2 separate regions of the Sus scrofa genome follow, and region 2 is linked to region 1. A link is a contact called in public Hi-C data. All regions are on one chromosome and are shown on one strand. Each heading gives the region's core, a stretch centred on a gene start, on an enhancer-like site or on the middle of the called end of the contact. The rest is flanking DNA. Distances are from core to core; before and after follow the strand shown.

Region 1 (3,419 bases), core at 192-2,691:
TGGTGCATTTAAGCTGCTCATCGAGGACACTAACAAATGGCATACTGCCAAATCCAATAGAAACATTCCCATCCTCATCTGATTCAACCCCTTAACAGCGTTAAATCAAAAAATATTTGTGGACCAGCAACTGTATTCCAGGCACTGTTCCAGATACTGGGAATAGAGAGGTGATCAAACAAACAGGTGAGGGAGGAAAGCAGAGGAAACTATTCATGAACAAGCCAATGATTTCAGATGGGAACAAGTGACAGGAAGAAAAAAAGGGTAAGGCGCTAGAGAGTGAAGGGTTTGGGGGAGGGAGCAGTGGTTGGCTATGTTAGAGCAGTTTGGAAGGTCTGAAGCACTAAGCACAGGTCTACGTGATGTGAAGTGAACCACATAAAGATCTGTGCAAAGACCTTTCTAGGCAGAGGGAATGGCGAGCACAATAGCCCTTAGGAGTTTGGTAGGTTCAACAAAAAGCACAAAGACCAGTTTCGGTATAAGATGTGGCTAGAGAGGTGGGCAGAAGCCAGAAGACTTAGGGGTTGAAGGCAATGGTAACGAATGTGGATTTCATTCTGAATGTGATGAGGAACGCTATGTGATTGGAGGGCTTTGAACAGGGAAGAGATATAAATGGATTTACATTCTTTTAAAAGATCAGCTAGTTAAACTGACTCATAAGCAACAGTCATGAGGTAGGAGGTAATCCAGAAGAATGTGCTGTCATGCAAGCTAAGAACAGAATTTTTCGAGGAGGAGGGAATAATTGACTCAATCAAACATGACCGCCAGATTAGGGGTAGGATGAAAACAGAGAAGAGAAACTGGACGCCATACTTTTTTTTTTTTTTGGTCTTTTTAGGGCCGCACCCACAGCATATGGAGGTTCCCAAGCTAGGGGTCGAATCAGGGCTGTAGCTGCCGGCCTACACCAGAGCCACAGCAACTCAGAATCCGACCTGCATCTGCGACCTATACTGCAACTTGCAGCATTGGTGGATCCTTAACCCATGGGAGTGGGGCCAGGGATCAAACCTGCATCCTCATGGATACTAGTTGGGTTCGTTACTGCTGAGCCACAACAAGAACTCCCTGATTTTCCTTCTGTCTCTCGGTTGCTCCATGTTGTATTCCCTAACTAGCTGTTCCTCTTCTAACACAAATCTCTAAATGTCTGTCCTTGGCTCTTCTCTATCTGGGTCTAAAAAATTTCCCTCACCATTCAGTAGCTAGCACTGCCATCCACCCACCCTGCTGCTCAAGTAAGAAATGTGGAAATCTCCTTAATTTCTTCCCCATGCTATCTTCTATATCCAATCCAGTTGCAAGTTATATGTCTTAGGGCTAAAACCAATAGCTCAAATTTGTCTGCCTTTTTTACTGTTCTATTGCCACCATTCTTGTTTGAATCTCTGTACTCTGTCAGCTGAATCACAGTAAGTCTCTGTCCTCTGCCAATCTATTTTCCAACAAGCAGGCAGAGTGATCTCTAAGAAAGCAGAGCAGATCATGTTCCCCTCTTATGTAAGATCTTTTGATGTTTTTCCAAGCCTTTAGAATGAAATCTAATATCCTTACCCTGGCCAATAACAACCTCCCACCAGCCTATGCCACAGCCGCAGCAACAGGGGATCTGAGCTGCATCTGCGACCTATACCACAGCTCATGGCAACGCCAGATCCTTAACCCACTGAGCAAAGCCAGGGATTGAACCCTCTATGGGGTTCCTAGTCGGATTCGCTTCCACTGTGCCACGACGCGAACTCCAGATCTTATTTTATTAGTCTCACAGAGTATTCTGTTATTTCACCTAATATCTCTTACACTTCGTAATTATATACTTATTTGCATATAGTTGATTAATGAGCGTCCCTCTTTAGACCACAATTTTTTCAAGGGCAAGGCAAACAAATCTCCTTTGCTTCTTACTATATTCGTAACACCTAACAGAGTAGCTACTAAACAAATACTGGACTACACTAAGTGAATGAATAAAATAACTAATGGCTTACCACGAAATACGTCTGTTCAATGCCAATCACATATACCAAGTATTAAAAGAAGGTCACTAGAGAGACATCTGGCTTGGAGTTCCCAAGCCATACATTTCTGACTAGTATCCAGATATGAGGACGCAGGTTTGATCCTGGCCTCGCTCAGCCGGTTAAGGATCAGGCATTGACGAGAACTGCGGCGTAGGTCCCAGACAAGGCTCAGATCTGGCATTGCTGTGGCTGTGATGCTGGCCAGCGGCTACAGCTCCGAATGGACCCCTAGCCTGGGAACCTCCATATGCCATGGGTGCAGCCCTAAAAAGACAAAACATCAACAAAAAAGAGATATCTGGCTCAAGAGAGTGAGCTGAAATATAATTTAATTTCTCTTTCCTCCCCAAAAGGACACTGGAATAATAGAAGAAATATAAAAATACTAATGAAATTAAAAAAGTGCATCTGGAAGGCAGCAAAGAGTGGCATCAGCAGACCAGAAACTTTGAGGGATTTCTGGAAGACAAAGCAGATGGGATTAGACTGCTGAAGAGATCAATCAGAGCTAAAGAATCTATAGCTGAAAGCTAAGTAGTAGTTCTACCAGTCTGAACCTGGAAAATACCTCAAGCTTAGAGTCAACCAGGATTGGGGATGAAAGTAGGCCTTGGAGTAGCAGGGTATTTAACAAAAGGCTTACCAACACTCCAAGGCCGAACAAGCTGTGGTGTCAGATGGAAAATCAGTGCTCTATGTAGAGTGGGGGTGTGCTGACGGCTTCTTTATTAAAAAAAAAAAAAAAAGTACATATATATATATATTTTATAACTTTTTATTATGAAAAACTTTCAAACCTATACAAGAGTAAAGAGAACACTAAAATGCCTGTATACTTGTCATTTCACTTTGACAATATCACTATATGTCAGTTTTTTTCACCTATACCAAGGTTTCTCAAGCCCATTCTAATAACATTAGGGGATAGGTAAGTCTCTGTTGTGGGGGGGCTGCAGTGCGTGCTGTAGGATGTTTAACAACATCTCTGGCCTCTAGCTATTAGATACCAGTAGCAAACCCCCAATTGTGATGACCAAAATCACCTTAGCCATTGCCAAGTGTTTTCTGAGGGGAAAATTACCCTGAGTGTTGAGAACCACTGGGCTATACCCACCCTACTGGATTACATTAAAGCAATTCTGAGACATATAATTTCAGCTGTAATTACTTCGGTAGGTAGCACTAAGAGATAAGGATTCTTAATAATCACAATACCCTGACCCTATTTAAAAAGGGGTACTATTTCTTGATACTAATTCCTTGATATAATCTAACATTCAGTTACTGTTTAAATATCACTGATGTCTTACAAATGTTTGTTTGTTTGTTTGTTTTGCTTTGGTTAAAATTGGCAGCCAGAGAGGATGCACTACTCTAGGTCCATGG
Region 2 (3,729 bases), core at 671-3,170, 130 kb after region 1:
AACTCACACAGCTTCTCCTGTAAGGGTGCAGGGAATGTCACAGCCCTGTCCCAGGAGTCACTAGTCTGGTTGAAAAGCCCTTCCCCTTCCCCCAAAAGATCCTTCCCGGACCAGGCACGATGCCCCTGTGTCGTCCCAGGATCACACCTTGAAGGATGCCGTGCCCATCCAGATGTAGCCTGTGTCTGTGAAGAGCGCCAGATGCCGGCTGGTGAAGGAGACAGCCATCTGCAGGAAGCTGCTCACTCCTGGGGCCAGGCCGGGGAGTGTCTGGGGCAGGAGGGACACCAGAGAGCCTGGCTTCTCAGAGCCTCACCTCTGCCTCCCCAGACCCTCCATTTCTCTCCCACCCAGGGCCCCTCACCACTGGGGAGCAGGTCGCGTGGTCCAGGAGGTAAAGATCAGGTCCCACGGCCAGAAGAATGTGTGCCACTCGGTCCCGGCACAGCGTGGTCCAGCACGAGGGTGCACTCTGCAGACCTGTGGCCAGGGAAGAGGACAGCCTCAGGCTGACTAGAGCTTCTGCCCCTGAGGGGCTCCGGGACCGGAGGCACATCTGGGTGCTGCAGGCTGTCTCGGGGGTGTCTGGGCCCACCTGGCACCTCTGGCATCCGGCGGAGTTTGAGGTCGCTCACGTTGGCGCTGAGGGTGAAGCGGTGGGCCCCTGTGAGGATGGCCACCCCAGAACCAAGCTCGGTATGGAAGATGCGGGCATCTAGAACCCGGTTCTGGAGCACCTCCTGGGGAAAGGGGGACGTAGGTTGAGGGAGCCACAGAGGCACAGACTCCATCCCTCTCCCCCAGCCCCCTGGGGCCCTACGTTGCCCATGCTGAAGTGTCTCCGGAAGTCACCGTGAAGCCCGTACACCAGCACGACGCCGTCCTCCTGCACGCAGAGCAGCTCCTCCTCAGCCGACCAGCCCAGGGACACCACGGGCCCGCTCTTCCACTGCGGGGGACAGGGAGGATCCAGAGGCTGTCCTCGGGAGGACGCAGAACCCTGTCCAGCCCCAGCCGTGAGGCAGGCAGAGCGCTCACCATCAGACTGGCCAGAGGCATGCCGGAAGCCGAGTAGATCTCGAGCACCGGCCGCACGCTGGCAGCCTTCTCCTTCCGCCAGGGGTTCCTCAGCAGTGCTGCAGTTTGAGAAGACACCTCCTGTCCTAGCTGCCCAGGCCCAGTCCATGCGAAGGAGCATTTAAGAACTAGCTCCTTCGGCCCGGCCCATGTGTGCCAGGCCTCAGGAGAACCAGAATTAGAAAGCATCTCAGTAGGATGGAGAGGGGGTGGGTAGCATGTGCCAGCAAGAACAACCCAATAGCAAGGCCCCCAGGAATCAAGGACCTTGAGCCCCTCCCTTGGTGGCAGAGCATGTGGTGGCAGAGGGGTGACTTACCAATGGGGCCCCCATAGGGTGCAGCGGCCACCAGGCAGTCCCTGAGTTCTTCCTTCAGGTCCCAGTCCATGCTATACAGCTCATATTTCCTGCGCACACCAAGATGAGCAGAGACTAGCCTCCAGATGGGGTGAGCCCCAGAGAAGCCCCTAAAGCCTTGACTTGTCCTCCACAGGAAAGTTGAGCAGCAGGGGGGGGGGGGAGTTGATGACTAGGTCCAGCTAGGCCAAGTGACCACATGCATGCTTAAGGACAGCAGGTGAGGGAGCAGAGGGTGTTGGCAGGGCACGCTGTGTGGCCAATAGCCAGGGCACAGAGTTAGGTGGGACGAGGCCAGGGTGGCTGGCTTGGGCCTGTATTAGCAGGAAATAAGACCCTCTAGGAGGCAGCCTTTCTTCTATCTCTGGTTCTTAACCTGGAGTCTGGTTATGGGTTTTATATCCAGGGGTCCAGCTCAACGCCTGTTGATAATGAACTCAGTTTTAGAGGGATTGAGTGAGTAGTGCCTGAAAGAAATCCAAGAGGAACACTTTAGTGAGCCCAGAGCTGGGCAGAGTCCTGGGTTGCAGATGCCAATCTGTGAATGCTTGGCTCACAGGAGGTAACTGAAATTACAAACTGGCACGAGATGACTGCAATCCGAGCGTGCATGGATCACCAAGAGATGTGGGTTGCATGAGAAGATGGGAGCAGGAGGCCATCATGTGATGGTTGGAGGTGAGGAAAAGGGGACAGAGAAGAAGTGGGCACTTCTCCAGGACACCAAGAGAATGTTCAAGAAGGAGGGGAGTCAGCAGTAACATTTTAAGGATCAGGAGGATGCCCATCATTTCCTTCTATTGAGAGTCTTCTTGGCATTCTAGCCAAAAAAATATAAGAAAAAAATAAATAAATAAAGAGAGGTTTCTATTTTGGAGAAGGAAGGAGATAGGAGATTGTCTACTTAGAAAATCCAAAGCAGTCTATGGAGCAATGAATGAAAGAGCTCAGTAAATGATCAACAAAAATCAATATATTTTTCTATATCAATTAGTTTACTATACCATAGCAAGAACTAATTAGAAATATTAATTTTAGGAGTTCCTGTCGGGGCTCAGTGGTCACCGAATCCGACTAGGAACCACGAGGTTGCGGGTTCGGTCCCTGCCCTTGCTCAGTGGGTTAAGGATCCGGTGTTGCCGTGAGCCGTGGTATAGGTCGCAGACGCGGCTCGGATCCTGCGTTGCTGTGGCTCTGGCGCAGGCCGGCGGCTACAGTTCCAATTAGACCCCTAGCCTGGGAACCTCCACATGCCGCAGAAGCAGCCCTAAAAAAGGCAAAAAGACAAAAAATATATATATTAATTAAAAAAATCCTAATCATGATAGCAATGAAACTATAAGATACCCAAGAATAAATCTAACACAATTTTTTTGGTGTGAAATCAAAGCTTTCTCAAGGATACAGAAAACATGAAGAAAAATTCTAAAGGATCTATGGGTGCACAAGAATTCAATAAAAATCACCCCAAATTTTTGGTGGGGAAGGAAGCACAAACTGATTCTATAGTTCATGTAGGGAGAAAAAAGATCATCTGAAAGAGAAAATATTGGATAGTATTTAAGAACATTTGAAAATATGACAACAGATATACATCAGATTATCAAATACACTTAAAAATTAAAGTAAATTAAAACTAGTTTTGGCACAGGAATAAGCAAATAGATCAATGGAAAAGAAAATAATATAGAAAAAGACCTGGGAATAGAGTATATAATAGAGATGGCCCTTCAAATTGGTACAAATTGATACCTGAAATGAGACAATGAATCCTAAGGGAAGAATCACAATAAATGCTATTTCATTATTTAATCTCTACAATAAAAGAGTTCCAGATGGAATTCAAGATTTAAATGCTTAAAATTTAAAAAAAAAATTGTATCAGAACAAATCTTGCTTATTTTTACAATCTCAAAGTAAAAAAATTTCTGAACATGATATAAAACCTGGAAGTCTCTAAGAAAAAAACGAACATGAGTCTAAATAAAAATTAAGACCTTTTGTGTACTTCTATATAAAAGAGGTAAAAGCACATATTTACATTTGCTGCTATTTGAAAAAGCAGCTCTGGGCAAATTTCCAAGAATCCACATAACAGTGGTTACTTGCAGGTGAGGAGCGGAATCAGTTAAAGAGGAGCAGGGATGGGAATGAGACTGAGTTTTTAAACCACTTTCATGGTTATTTATTAAAATAATTAACATTACAAATTTTATACATTGAAAAAACCCACCAAAAACAAACTAGGAAGACAAACTATGAAAAGGAGAAAAAAAACATGGAAAAGGAATACT

What was found. A called contact is a pair of places that touch in the nucleus more often than the background predicts.
Region 2: a Hi-C map of skeletal muscle shows a contact between it and region 1, with 4 times the contacts expected there. The contact joins two enhancer-like sites. A contact is called at or near these places in 6 of 47 Hi-C or Micro-C datasets (embryonic fibroblasts, fetal heart ventricle, heart right ventricle and 1 more) and 1 of 2 datasets of contacts at active chromatin or transcription factors (skeletal muscle).

The regions. Positions count from the first base shown.
Region 1 is chr17:32,680,155-32,683,573 of Sscrofa11.1, forward strand. All of the region lies in intron 4 of PTPRA (protein tyrosine phosphatase, receptor type A), which reads right to left. Among named protein-coding and RNA genes, the nearest start is that of GNRH2, 47 kb to the left of the region's middle. Within about 2 kb of position 1,442, at least 3 of the 83 cell types and tissues checked have an H3K27ac peak or open chromatin away from gene starts, as enhancers often do. A contact at or near this core is called in skeletal muscle, where this site is marked.
Region 2 is chr17:32,808,626-32,812,354 of Sscrofa11.1, forward strand. VPS16 (vacuolar protein sorting-associated protein 16 homolog) reads right to left here. Exons shown (of 24, transcript XM_003134328.4): 2 at 1,397-1,485; 3 at 1,039-1,136; 4 at 821-949; 5 at 596-740; 6 at 365-480; 7 at 148-270; 8 at 1-17. Among named protein-coding and RNA genes, the nearest start is that of PTPRA, 13 kb to the left of the region's middle. Within about 2 kb of position 1,921, at least 2 of the 83 cell types and tissues checked have an H3K27ac peak or open chromatin away from gene starts, as enhancers often do. A contact at or near this core is called in skeletal muscle, where this site is marked.